Regions from separate parts of the Rattus norvegicus genome. Here region 2 is linked to region 1. A link is a contact called in public Hi-C data. All regions are on one chromosome and are shown on one strand. The core of a region is the stretch at or near the end of the contact, and the rest is flanking DNA. Distances in the headings are between cores, read along the strand shown.

What was found. A called contact is a pair of places that touch in the nucleus more often than the background predicts.
Region 2: a contact with region 1 is called in a Hi-C map of psoas muscle, with 2.2 times the contacts expected there. The contact joins the enhancer-like site here to the promoter of Cdh13 in region 1. A contact is called at or near these places in 4 of 12 Hi-C or Micro-C datasets (the A7r5 cell line, hepatocytes, mammary epithelial cells and 1 more) and 1 of 1 datasets of contacts at active chromatin or transcription factors (oligodendrocytes).

The regions. Positions count from the first base shown.
Region 1 is chr19:63,253,218-63,260,370 of GRCr8, forward strand. Cdh13 (cadherin 13) reads left to right here and starts at 5,034. Exons shown (of 14, transcript NM_138889.2): 1 at 5,034-5,148. The coding sequence starts at 5,104.
Region 2 is chr19:63,339,785-63,347,213 of GRCr8, forward strand. All of the region lies in intron 1 of Cdh13 (cadherin 13), which reads left to right. Among named protein-coding and RNA genes, the nearest start is that of Cdh13, 85 kb to the left of the region's middle. Within about 2 kb of position 2,102, at least 3 of the 93 cell types and tissues checked have an H3K27ac peak or open chromatin away from gene starts, as enhancers often do.

The sequences.
Region 1 (7,153 bases), core at 3,784-6,283:
GCCCTCTTCTGGTGTGTCTGAAGATAGCTATGGTATAATAAATACATCTTTAAAAAAAAAGAAAAAAGCTAGCTCAACGGGCGCCATTAAGAGAATGAATGAAAGCCATGGTTCCTGTACTCCCTGTCTCTGCTTCAGTCCCTACGTCTAGGTTTCTGCCTCAGTTCCTGTCCTGGCTCCCTTTAACAATGGTCTGTAATGGGTGAGATGAAACAGCCCCTTTCCTCTCCAAGTTAATTTCTGTGGGAATGCACTATCACAGTAGCAGGGAAACAAACAAAAACAGAAACAAAACAAAACAGACAGAAACTCATTAGCTACCTTTCATGTCCTATCATCAAATGCCTTCTGACAAGCAGTAACTTGAGAGAGAAGAGGTTTGTTTTGGCTCAGGTCCATTCTTGAGGGTGGGTGTGGCCATAGGTGATCTCTGGTGGTCAAAGCAAATGGCAGTCACTTGCTCTCATCTCAGTGGAACACGACGACGACGACGACGACGACGACTACGACAACAACAACAACAACAACAACAACAACAACAACAACAAGGGTTCTATAACCTTCGGAAGGAGCACCAGCAACTGGGAATCTTGCAATTAAACAGGCGATCCTATGGGAGTCAGCAGTCCACCCCTCAGCTGTGCAGCAGAGAGGGCCTCTTGAGACTTGGACTTAGCTGGTTCGCCATTGTTCCTTGTTCCTCCTAAGTCCCATGGCGTAGCCAAGCTCAAGGTAAAGCAGGAGGTGCTGATTGGAGTGAGGAATTTCGAGTCACAGAAGACTCTGAAGATGCTTAGAACAGGCTTCTGGCTTAGGAAAAGTGGGTGCTTCCCTGACCAAGAACTTGGTGTCGAGGAGACCTGAAGGATCACGGGCTATCTTAGAATGGCAGCATGGTTAACATTAAGACTCACTGGCTAGCGTATAGCATAGACTTCCTTCCATTCTGCCCTAGTATGGCCATTATATCCCGAAGCCTCCAGTTACTCTGAGCGCTGTCTCTCCTCATGGAGGTGCCTATTTATTTTGTCATTGTTCTGTTATAAAAAACAGCCCAGGCAGAACTTGAAAAATTTATCTCAGCTATACTGTACACCTATCGCTATCAGTCCATAGGAGCCAGAGTGTGTGTACATACATACACATGTGGAAATGCATACACACATCCCATGTGCTTATGCACATACACACAAACATGTGCACATCCATAACTATTTCTACCCCCTCTGGAATGTATTCAGTCACATCATCCAAGCAGAGGAAAGAGTCTCAACCTCTGGTACCCACAGGAGGCAGCTGCTGACTATGGGATGGTCGGTCGGTTCTCCAACTAACTTGAAATGCCTTGAAAGGGCGTGAACCTTCAATGGGTCTAAAGACACTTTCCCATCCACTACAGTGGCTGCTAAGGGCTGACCTAGAGGAGGCAGAGTGGGGATAGGTAGAGAGCTGTAGCTCTCAGAACTGGGCAGTATTGGCCACCATTGATTAATCCATCAGTCAAAAGCCCCCCCATTGGGGACCCAAAAGGTAAACAAGCTAAGCCATGCAAACAAAAAAAATTATGGATTTTTCTCTTTAGAAGCCTTTTATCATCAGAAGGAAATGATTTATTTTCGGTCTTGATTGATCAAAACTCCACGCCATGTTTTATGACCAAATCACATTTTCTGAGTATAGAGAGGAATGGAGGGAAAGGGACCAAATAATATTTGGGCGTTGTGGCCATCCTTGGGATGTAACCATGTTAGGAGTCCCATTCTGTTGAATGGAAACTGAGACTTAGAATGTCAAAAGGACCAGTTCAGTGTAGGTGGATCCTGCAGGCCCAATCCAGCCCTTATCCTGCTGACAAGACTTTTCCAACCATTTTAACCTTAGAGAACCAGAGTCTTCTGAGTGTTATTAGGGACACCTCGAGACTTGGGACTCTTCCCAGCATTGGTGAGCGAGCTTATAGAAGATGAGGCAAGGAAAGAGTAAGGTGCAGGCATTCTTAGAGTCAAAGCTTTTCTGCTCTTCCAGGACAGAAGCCCAGGGATGCTGGCATGGGGTGGTCAAGATTTCAGTTCACAGGCTGCATCTGTCTTTGCTGAAACCATCAAACCTGCAGGGCCATCTGTGCCCTAGACCATCACCTCAGCTCTGTGTGTGTGTGTGTGTGTGTGTGTGTGTGTGTGTGAGAGAGAGAGAGAGAGAGAGAGAGAGAGAGAGAGAGAGAGAGAGAGATGGATTTGAGGTCAGGTTGGAAAACTGTCCTTGGCCAAGCCAAATCATCTCACTTGTGAGTTGGTGGGGGGTGTGGTGTGTGTGCACCTAACTACTGGTTTAATTAGGACAAAAAAAAAACAAAACAAACAAACAAACAAAAAAACCTCCACAAAACATTGACCTTGGGGCCCTTGGGGCTGGAGAAATGGCTTAGTGGCTAAGAGCACTAACTCTCCAGAGGTTCTGAGTTCAACTCAGTCACCACATGGTGACTCAGGACCATCTGTAATGTAATCCGATGCCCCCTTGTGGTGTGTCTGAAGATAGTATATTCATATACATAAAATAAATCTAAAAAACAAAACAAACAACCCCTCCCTCCCCCACCCCCATGAACCTCTAACACCACAAGGGTCAAGCCTAAAGGGCTGTTTTAAGCTGTGGGCTCTGGGATGGACAGGGCCTCTACTGTGACTGTGCCTTCTTCACATCTGTTTCTATGCTGTCTTCCTGCAGTCATTTCCCTGGGAACACTCCCCAGTAAAGGCCCTTTGCACAAATGCCCCAATCCCTATTACCAGGGAAACCAACCAACCTGTCTGACAGTGGCCATGAAACACCCCAGCCTTGCAGTGACACATGCCACTCTCAATCACAGCTCCTTGGCTAGATCTGGTCACATGCTACACCCCAATCGGAAAGAAGTCAAGCCCTGACATTTACTTAGAAGGCGGAAGACTAGATATATTTCATGAGAGATACTAAGGATGATGTATTGGGGAGAGTGCAGGAAGGCTGACCAAAGTACAAAGGCAGGACACCAATTGTCCCTGAGTGCAGCCTAAGACCCTCTCTACTCAATGAGGGGCCTCCCTGGGCAGGGCTGCTGTTATGGAGATAAGGGAAGACCTTCCTATTACCAGTGCACCTTCACCTTGATTTCCCATCCCTGTCTTTATTTGCTAACTTCTGGTCTCAGGGTAGCTTCCCCCTTTTCCCCTGGTTGACCAGATGACCATTTTCCAGGAATAAAGAGATTTCAGATATTTTTACTTGGATCTCTGTAGACTCCATGCTTGTCCATTATCTCCAAGCAGCAATGGGGGCATGAATTTCCATACACATGGTTCTCATGCCATCCTCTTATGGCATATCATCCACTAAAGGTCTTATTTATGAAACTCTCAGGGCAGATGACGCTATTTAGGTGACCAGATGAGAACAGATGAGGCAGCAGTTTCCTCTGTATCTTCTGTGGACTCTCTGGATGGCATTGCTGTTTGTAGAGTGTGCAGTTGGCTAAAACAACCAGGCCCCAGACATGAAAGCATTGTCACCAAGGCCCCTGGGGGTGGGGAATCCCATTCAATGACCTCATGAGCAAGGGAAGGAACTTTAGGAAGCGTATCAGTTTGGTGTGTAGGATGCTCATTCTGTCACTGAATCCTCAATGTGATCTTAGAAGACAAATGGAGACACAGAGTCTGGGCAACATGCTGTGAGTAAAGAGCTGGGGTATCAGCAAGCTAGTTCGGTTCCAGACTCTGGGATCCTCCTCACCTTCTTCTAGTTCTTGATTGTCTTAGCTATCTAGTCTTTAATACATGTCAATCACTGCCTCATTATTCTAGGCCCTGTGCTGGCAATATCCTGCCGTGTGATATATTTAAACCGGTATTGAATATAACTTAGACACATTTTCTACAACAAAAATGGTGTCACTCATTTTTTTTTTCATTTTGCTTTGGCCACTAGGAAGCTCATGTGTCCAAATCATAGCAAAACAGTTGTAGTTGGGAGTTAACGTTTTGGTTTTCTAAACTTTTCTTGTGGCCCAAGTTTTCTATCTTGGTTGGATTTGCCTTTTATTCTAAAACCCATAAGTCCTCTTAGGAAGAAGCCTACATGAAAATAAGGACTTTACTGCCTTAGCTTCAGATCTCTGTGAGGGAAGAAATGCCTTAAATGTCCCCGTTTCTCCAATCTCCAACATTCCCCAACTGTAAGATTCCTTGAGCCATGACTAGTACTGTTTGGAGCCCTTGGGAATAGCTCAGGGACTCTGAAAGGTCACATCCACATTGGGGGGAAAAACAACAACAGAATTTGCTCAAGTCATGCTCCTGGTTTCGGTGCCAGGTTCACGCTTGTGGAGTGGCGGCCAGTCCCACCCTCACCTGAGCAGTTAATAAAATCTATTGCTCCTTGATGGATTTTTCGTGCAAGCTAGAATTGATCTGTCCTCTCTGTGATTTGTGGTGATGGCAGAAAAACACCAAACACCACCCCACCGTGGCTGAGCACTTTGGGGGGTAAGGGGTGGGGGAGAGGGCGAAGAAAAAAATCAAAGCCAAAGAAATCTACCAGCAAGGCTTTGAGGACATAGAGGGCTGGGGCTGCTGGGGTCATCTTATGTGATTTATTGGGAATAAAGTGGATCTTATTAACATTTTAATAAAGAGAATTTTTTTTTGCAGTGTGTTAGAAGTGGCTGTTGGTCCCGGGTGCAATTCCAGTTCTTAGGGAAAGTGGAATCAGCTGGCATCGCCCAGCCTGATTTGTGAGGCTGGACCCCAGGAGTAAAAAAAAAAAAAAGGCAAGCCAACGTGCCGCCTCCTTGCTCGGAGGGGGCTCTCTCCCTGCGAGGTGCTCGCCCCTATCTGCCATGCAAAACGAGGGAGCGTTATGAAGGAATCCGTCTTGTAAAGCCATTGGTCCTGGTCATCAGCCGCTACCCAATGCTTTCGCGATGCTGCCGCTGATCTATTTGGGAAGTTGGCTGGCTGGCGAGGCAGAGCCTCTCCTCAAAGGCTGGCTCCCACGGAAAATATGCTCAGTGCAGCCGCGTGTGTGAATGCAAACGCCGCCAGGCGCTTCTTCTAGTCGGGCAAGATGCAGCCGAGAACTCCGCTCACCCTGTGCGTCCTGCTGTCCCAGGTAGGGAATGTGAGCCGCAGTCAGCGCGCTCCCACCAGCTTTCTGCATTCAGATCGCCCTGCTTGGTGATGGCCAGGAGCGATCGGAGGGTCGCGGGGCTTCTGCTAACCGCCGCGCAGATAGACCCGGCTAGCTCAGATGCGAGGTCACCCCCAGCTCCGATCCTAGAGGGGCCTGGCTCCTCTTGCCGGCTAGTCTCGTGTGCGTGTGTGTGTGTGTGTGTGTGTGTGTGTGTGTGTGTGTGTGTGTGCTCATTCTGAGAAGGACAGAGCCTTTTTGCAAGCAAAGGCGACATCCTAGCTGACATCAAGTGGGGTAACTTTGGTTCGCCTCCTCCAGAGGCTCATGTATCGGATATATACTCCTTTCGAGGCGACTAGGGATTGTGCTTGCCCCGTAACCCAGTGCCTTAGCCGGGAAGAGCCATTCGGTTCGGCCGGCTGCCGGGCTGGGAGAGGCCAGAGCTGGCATCACTGACTTCCCGGGGCGCTCGTCCTCTCTTCGCCCAGCTCGGCTGGCGAGCTGCAAGGCACCTCCCGCCAGCGGATCTCCGCAGCCCGGCTGCTGCTGTCTTTCAAAGCAAGACGCCCGCCGCTCCCGCTTTGAGGTCTTCAGGCTCTCCAGCTCCCGGCTCAAAGGAGCCTGAGCACGGTCCCCTCTCCATAGCGCAGGCCCACTACCCCCAGCCCCTTGGGCCCCCATTGTCCAGACAGCTGGAGCTCCTGCCCGAGCCCAGGCTGCAGCCTCTGTTGTCTTCTCTGGGCGGGCGGGTGGCGCTGAGCACAAGGAAAAGTTCAAGCTTCTTCACCAGGCTGCAGCTGCCTGGCAAATAACCCTCCAGATCGTTGCAGTGCCAGGGCAGGATTGGCAGAGCAGGAGAGGCATGCTGGGGCTCTCCTCAGCCCGGCTGAAGCTCAAAAATCCCTGGAAGTTTGGGTGTAGGAAAGCAATACTTAGGGGACAGGCCAGAGACACTGGAGGCTGAGGGGGCACGCCCAGCCCTCCTCTGGAGACTGAAGCTCCAGAGAGCATCCTGGCATACTGGCTCAGTCCTTCGTTGTCCTTTTAGGCAGCCTCTGGGACCAAGAGCTGGCAGTCTACAAGTGGGTGGTTGTAGAAGTGTAGGGCCACGCAGAGAAAACGAAGGAGGAGGGGGGATGCCTAAGGCATGGGTGTTGAGTTTCTGGGCAGGATTCTTGAGTGCCAGTGAAAGAGGCACGGGGTTGAACGTGAAGTGGGAAAGAGGAGAGGAAGTGAGGGTTCTGCAGGAAGCCTTCTGAAGGGAGATGGCTGTTGGAGGAGGGTTGGCACCCCAGAAATGCAATAGCTGTAGAAACGACCCAAGAGTGCATATGTCTGTGTGTGTGTGTGTGTGTGTGTGTGTGTGTGTGTGTGTGTCCCTGCCAGGACCCCGAGTAAGAGTACGATGCTTATTGCTGGGTAGGCTCTCCTGTCCTGACTGCTGACGTCTCCTTCAGTGGACTCGCAGTCCTGGGGTATACACAGTTGTTGCTTTTTTTTTTTCACCAGAGGTTTTCTAGCTGGTTCTGTAGGGGCCCTGCTATGGATGCTATGGTTGCTTTTGAAGCAGTTTCCCACATCTCTGGGGCTCTAACTATCCTTAAGGCAGAAGGTTGTGTGTCTCCCAATTTATCTAGGTGGGGCAGAGCACACCCGGATAGAAAGATCTAGACAGGTCCTCCCTGCCCTCTACTGCTAGTAGAACCACCTTGGGCAAGTTGTTTACCCTATCTAAGCTCCCAGGTTCTCTACGGTAGAAGAATCTATTATCATCAGCCCCGGAACTGCTGGGTAGACAAGGCCGCATGCAACAGGCAGCCCTAGGCAGTGTATTTCACAAGTCCCGCCTCTCTGGGAGCGGTTGGCGTCTGGGGCATGGACTCTTGCCTTACTCCGGACTTTTTTTATAGCCCTCCTGTCTTAGTATGTATTAGGTTCCAGAGCACATCCAAACTGGTGCTTTTCTGTGAGCAAAGCAGACTGT
Region 2 (7,429 bases), core at 852-3,351, 84 kb after region 1:
TGAGCTGAAGCCAGAGTGGAGAAAGGAACCTTGCGCTTCCCACCGGAAAAATTGCCTGGCTTTGTCGTCGACAGTGCAGGGTTGATCCTGATCACTGCCAGGCTGCTCTCTTGTGCTTTCTAAGCTCATAACTTAGCCTACCGGGTACAGAAAGTGGTGCCTTCAGCCACGTGAGGGAAATTCTTAGGAAGGCCACGCATGTTCAGAAAAAACAGAAACATGTCCTGGTTGAAGCTTTTTATCATTCTGGCTGGTCAAACATTCACTGAATGAGAGTCAATCACGATTGGGAACAGGTCATCTCTCTTATCACAGGAATGAATAGATCTAGAAGCTGCCATGGATCTTAAATGTCCCCCAAAGACCAGGGGATTAAAGGCTTGCTTCCCAGAGTGATATGCTTGGAGACAGTTGCACCTTTAAGAGGTAGAACTTAGAGGGAGGTCTTTAGGTCATCGAAAGCAAATTGTTAATGGGCATGAGTCCCTCTTTTTCTGTCACAACCAGGCTATGGAGTGAATGGCTTTCTCCACTACATGGCTTTACTTTATATTATATTTCTTTTACATCCAAAACAACAGGACCATCTGATCAGAGATAGAAACTCTTACCATTTTAGCCAGAGTAGAAGTTTTGTCCCTAAAATTTAATTGGCCTATCTTCGTTGTATGAATGACAGCTTTTGTGAGGACATTTTTATACCTGGACCCTTTGCTAATATTCAGCTCTCACTCTCATCTCTTGGCTCCCTAACAGCTTCTCTGTCCTATGTTAATTGACTCAGGTTTGATTTACAGTGACAGCTAGCTGTTCCACACGCTAGTGTTCTTACTTTCCATGGCTTCCTGAAGCCAGGCCTCTGTTTAACTCTTGATCCAGAACTAGAGAGGAGCTTGGGGCTTTTCATGATGACTCTAGGGCCACTGGAACTATGTATTCCCCAACTGGGTGGCTTTAAACATTAGAACTATAGTCCCAGAGTCCTGGAAGCTAAACACTTGAAACCAAGGCTTTGGTATTTTCTTGTAGCTGTGGGTGAAAATGTGCTCCATGCCTTCCTCTCAACTTTTGCAGATGGCCAGGAGTCTTCAGCATTCCCTGGCCTATGGTTATGCCACCTAGTGTTTGAGTTGATCATCAGACTTCTTGTATGCCTACTTCTCTCTCTTTATAAGAACACCAGCCATATTGAGCTAGCAACACACAGCAGACTTTGGTGCCATTTGATCCCTCACGAGTGCCACATTTGATTCTGATGCTAAGGGCACTGGCAGGTGCTTTTAGGGGACAGGCTTTAACATTTGGCTGATCTGGAAGCTGACTTGGGTGGTTCAGCTTTAGGTAAGGGGCTGAGGAAGGGAAGGAGACACCATGCCAAAACAGAAGCCACCTTCAAGGGTATATGAGCACAACCGTAGCAAATAACCACAAACCCGGGAGCGAAATCAATATTGTATTCTCTTCCAATTCCGGAAGCCCAAATCAGTTTCAATGAATGTTGGGTAGTGCTGTCCTTCAAGCAAAACAGCCACCATCTTCATGAGGTCAGCTGTGTTCTGAAAACCAGATGTTACCAGCTTAACCGGTTGTCCCTGTAGTAGCTGAAGAGAAATCCCTTTGGTGGGCTCTGGAAGATGGCGCCAAAATGTCTCACATCAACTTCTACTGGAATGGAGCATGCTGGGATATTTACTATCCGCTCTCCCATCTGTTATTAACTGAAGGCTATTTCTGGAATGGTTGCAGGTACTTCTTGTAGACAGCCTCTGTCAGTTAGTGTGTGTGTGTGTGTGTGTGTGTGTGTGTGTGTGTGTGAACATGCGTGTGTGCATGCACGTGCACATGTGCTTGCAGTATGTTATGTGACCAAAAGCAGCTATGCTATACATGTCTCTTCAGGGTCCCTCTGTGTGATTACCTGGGGATGAAGAGGGTATATATAGTTCCTCTGAGGAGAGAAAAGGAGGACAACACTCTGAGGTGGGGCGACCAAATGGGGAAGGCTCACTAAGACTCTGGAGCTGGCAGGTGTGCCCTAGTATGGCCCCATCACCTGTGTTTGGTCAGTATTTGTGTGAATTACTTCCAGCTGTGAGGATTGCCAAATGTTTTGAATACCCTTGGTGATGAGGTCAACACCGGCTGTGAATATTGAGTTAGAGGTTATGTGTGACAGCTGTTTGCAATTTGTTTTCGAGTTGCTGTCTTGTTGCTGGGGCTGTTTGCAGTGCTGTAGTGACAAGAGAGTCCAGTCCTGGAGCCAGTGCCCTGGAGTCTGCACAAACAGGACCCTCCTACATTGTTGTCATTTTGGCCCGAGGCTTTCTGGAGCAGAAGGGTGACAAGACCTTAATGATGGTGTGAGTTGAAAATTAAAATTCCAGTTCAGCATCTGTCTCACTACTGACTGTCCTGGGTGAGTCTCTGGGCCTGTTTCCTCCTCTGTGAAGTGGGGGTAGCTACAGCATCCTCAGTTTCCCAAGGAGTTCATGTGATGAGAAACTGGAAGCAGGGGGTGGGGCCTGGTCTGTTTAAAGTGTACATTGTCAGGTCATGTGGTTATTGGGAACTGTTCTGAGTCTGTGAGTGGCAAAGACTGGATCACTGATGAAACACCCTTTGTCAAATCAAACGCCTGGCTGGAGTACCTCTCTCTAGGATGTGTATCGGTGGGACATACTGGTGCAAGCAGCTGGGCTTGGAATCAGCTTCTTATCCAACATTTCCAACGGTGTCAGGTAGTGTGAGCCCCTGCTTGGTCAGCCAAGCAAAACCCCGCTTTTCTAATAAATCAGAGCCATTGTCACAGTCAATCTCCCTCTCCAGCACCCCTCCCCCAGTCACATACTTTCCCAGCCTTTGATAAACCCATGGTTTCATGGAGGCTTCAAGTATCTTTAAAATGCCCGCATCACAGTGGGTCATGATCTAACAGCACACACACTCACTATGTCAGCGGATTGCAAGAGGAGAGAGTCCATTCTGCCTCGGGACCAGTGGGCAGATGGGAGAGTTGCATTTAGAACTATGGAGGATAGGGAGGTCAGGAGACTCTCGAGCAGCAATAGAAGGCATGGAAAATGTATAGACGTGTGTGGAAGGCAATGGAACTGGATAGATTGCTTCATGAGGTAGAGCGCTGGGCTAAAATTTCCGAACTTGCTTATCGGGACAGGGAGAAGTGTATCCCATGTTGGCTCAGCAGCAAAGAGATGGATAAGTTTGGAGAATGGGAAGATAGATGCTGTGAGTGGAGGGCAAGCCGCTAAAGGGCATTTTAGCAGCCAAACAGGTCTCCCTGGTTCTTGTAGACCATGAGTAGAGTTTGGGTTTTCTTAAATATTTAAATGCTTATTCAGAGTACCATGAATAACGAAAGCCATCAGGAAACAAAAGAGGGTGATATTTAGGAGTTTATTTATAGGGTCAGCCTTATGACCATGCTGTGGCATAGAGGTGACATGGTTAAGCCTTCAGGATGGCAGTCCATTGAGGTTGGCCTAAGCTGTAGAGATGGAAGGACATGTTTGCATGTGGTGCCACCTGTCTTGGTTTGTCATTCACCCTCTTCCTCCTCCTCTTCTTCCTTCTCCTCATTCTTCTGCTGCTCCTCCTCCTCAGCTGCGCACACCTGGAGTTAGGCCATCAAGAGGCATAAACCTGGGTCAAGACAGACCTCTTGGTTTAGATAAAAACAGAATGAGGTGTTCACAGGATCCCCATTTTCTGAGTGTTATTTCAACTGAGTTTAACGGCCATTTTAAAAATGTATTTTCAGTCTTCTCAGCCTGAGGGATGACCGTTCAAGTCAAAATGAGAACCATACAGCTCACCTACCTGTAAAGGTTCCGAGAGTCCTGCTCTAGGGACAACTGAATACGAAAACGTGGGTATCGTCACAGGGACGCTCTCTCAGGGATGCTCTCTCAGCTGGCATGGTTGCTTTCTACTGTGGTACTGTGGTAGCCATATGGAGCCAGCTGTTGACCGTATTGGGTCATAGCCACATTTTTTCCCTACCCTGGCAAAAAGGGACGTCCTCTCCAGGCAGTGATAGGACCAGCTTATGCCACCCAGATGCTGTACCTGGCAACCTACTGGGATTGGCTGAGCTAGGGTCCCATACTCATCTCTGCAGCTCACGATGGAGTCAGCCTTAATTTCATGAAACAAATATGGAGAGTGGAGTGGTTGCTGAAAGGCAAGCTGGGGCACTGGAGTGTGGAGATGCTGGGAGTGTAGATGTTTCTGTGTCTACCCTACTACTGCATGTAAGCTCTATCCAGCTTTTCCTGATGGACAACTCAGTCCCCACCCTCCAGTCGCACACACCCATCAGGCCCCACAGAAGCATACACGAGAGCCTCTTTAACAGAAGCCAACCTGTGACATGTGTCCTGACTCAATAGCTCTTGTTCTGTAAAGCTCTGAGGGCTTATTCTATTGTTACCTGGACTTCCATCCACGTTTTCTCACTTTTCTTCTATTTTAAAAGCCAGTAACTTGTCTCTGGTGCCTTAAGTGGAAACTCGGTCAGGGTGGGTGTCTTTTATATTTCCTAGTGACAATGGTAAGATCTAAAGTTGGCCCTCAGAAATAGCCCTGGGTCAGAGTAATCCAACATGTGAGAAGCTACTGAAAGCCGTAGGGCAGATCCAAGGACTAGTGTAACCCACAGAGGATGGATATTTGCGTGGGAGTTACCCACGGTGAGTAGTGAGCCGCCAGCTCAGGTATTTGGCGTGAGCCTTCTATGTGCACTATAAGAACTCATTGTCACTCGAAAGGTCCTGTTAAATGTAAAGCAAAGGTCAGCAAAGTGACTTAGATCCTAGGCTGAGCTAAAGGCACCTGTGAGTCCTATCCTGCTCCAGCCCATATCCACATTGTCCCTAAGGCCCCTGCTGTGATCCTGCACATAGGACATGCCTGTCTTGGACTGTGTGTGGAGAAGGGAGATATTGGGCCTTAAAGCTGCAGATGCCTCTGTTTGTACACACATCTGGATACTTACCAGCTGTGTGTGTGCCTCTGGACAAGTGATTGGGTCTTCTCAGGACCCAGATTTTCAAAGCTCATAGTGAAATGAAAACTGAGAAATTCTAAGGACCTTTGGGATGAGCCATCCAAAGTCTAGTCCCCAAAACATGGAATCTGCTCAAGGAATAACGTGTGTTCCCCTTAGGTTGTAAGACACCCTTTTTGGCTTTGCTCGCCACTTCCTGAAGATACATTAATTATGTACATACATGTGTGTTGTGTGTGGGTCTATGCATATGAGCGAAGTTACCCTTGAAGGCCAGAAGAAGGCATCAGATCTCCTGGAACTGGAGTTACAGACATTTAGGAACCACCATGTAGATGCTGGGAATTGAACCCAGGTCCTCTGCAAGAGCAGCAGGCACTCTTAACCACAGAGCCCTCTCTCCAGCCCCTGCCTGGTGCTTTAAAAAAAATCAAAGTGTCTTTTACCTATGTTCTCACTTGGGCAAATGCTATTAGCCACTCACCGCCCATCCCCACTGCATCACTGCATTGCGTTCTGATTTAGAAACGAATTTGACACCCTCTCTATTGCAGAGAGCGTCCCTGAGAAAGCCTTGTCTTCCGTGAGTACGGTGGCAGGACTCACCCATTAACTGGGTTATTTTAGGCAAGAGTGGTTTTTAACTCATTACCAAGATAATTATTGTGGATCTCTAGTTGTCTCTCCGTGAACAGACTTAATAAGCCCTGAGCAGGAGTGGTGGGGTTTTCCTGGCTGAGATGGGGAAAACTATGGAAACTCTGCGGTGAAAGTGTGACACCTTTGATGTTCCAGAGAGGAGCTACGTTGGACACACCAAACACCCTTACCATTTGAGGGGCTCACCGGCACAGAACTGGTGCAGGCTTTCATCAGTTCCATGGCACTTCCAGAGTGCTGGGAGATGTCACTTACAGCAAAGATGTTAGAACATAAAAGTGACATGCACGCATAGGCATGTATACAGTAAGTGTTGCACAAATTTTGAGCTAGGGCCCTATTACTTTCCCTTCAGTTCCCAAAGCGCCCGACGGTCCAAGAGACTAGTTAACTAGGTCTTGGAAAAGGCAAAAGGAGTCAGAAAACTTTCTGGTAAAAATTAGCTTCACCTTTGTGGCTTATAAGGTCCAGTTACGGTTGGTCAGCTCTGGTTTTAGCATAAAAGCAGCTAAAGGCAACGCAGAGGCCAGTGGGTGTGGCCATGTGCCAGAGGGCTTGACCTGTGGATATTGGAAATTGAATTTCATAAGTATTTTTTTATGACCCACACAGTATTGTTTTCCTTTTGTGTTTGTTATGCCTGTCATCTTCATATAAGCTGTGAAAGGCCAGGCAATGGTTGAGGGCTTGCTGGAGGGCCCGAGTGCTAACCCCTGGGGAAGAGGTACAGGTCTCCATGTCAACCCTTGCAGTATAGCCTGCCGATCTCTCTTGTAGTTTAGCTCGTGACTCCGGTTGTGTTTCTTGATTCCTCTATCCTCTCATCTCTTCGTGTGCAAAGTAGACCAAACGTAATAGCCCCTTCATGGGGTGGTAGAGAAGCTGGAGGGGTTTGCAGAAGCAAAATGCTGAAGCTAAAATATATGTGCCCTTGAGAACCATTAGCTCTTAGATCTTCAGCTGAAGGACCAACTGGGCAAAAGAAAACATGCTGGTCTTACAGAAACGGAGGCACAGAAATGTTCAGTCATTTGTCTGAAGCGAGAGTTAGACTAACACCAGTGGACACAAACCACGATGACCTGTCTAGGGTGCGACACCCAAAATGATTTCTTTTTAAATCTGTTTATAGGATGTATTATGTGTAAATGGTGTGTGTGTGTGTGTGTGTGTGTGTGTGTGTGTGTCTGTATGAAGTATATGAATATGGGTGTGGCAGCATTCATGTGGTAGTTTGCTGTCAAACTCAAGTGTCCATTTTTACCCCCTACCCTGTCCAAGACAGAGTATGATTTTGATTCCCCATACAGCAAGCTACCTGGCCCATAGCCTCTTGGTAACGTTTTGGTTTTTTTTTTCTTTTTTTTTAAACATCCATCTCCCTTCTCACCTCAAGAGTGTTGGGATTACAGACATGCACTTCTGCATCTGCTCTCCATGTAGGTTCTGGGCATCTGAGATCAGGGCCTCCCTCTGTGTGACAAGTATTTTGCCCATTGAACCGTGTCCTTTTAACAATGTCCAAGGAATCTCCCATCCGATGGCCTCAGACATGGCTGTTAGTAGCTGCCATGTTGGACATAAAGGCAACAGAGAGGAGTGCCAGGGCCAGCGGGGTGGTCCTGAGGAGAGAGAGCAGCAGCAGAGCCACAGGGAAGGTGAGTTAGCACCCCTCCCCCATTGCTCTTTCCGGTCACTCTGGAATTTGCGTGTGGATATACCTGTGGAGTTTGCAAGTCGCTG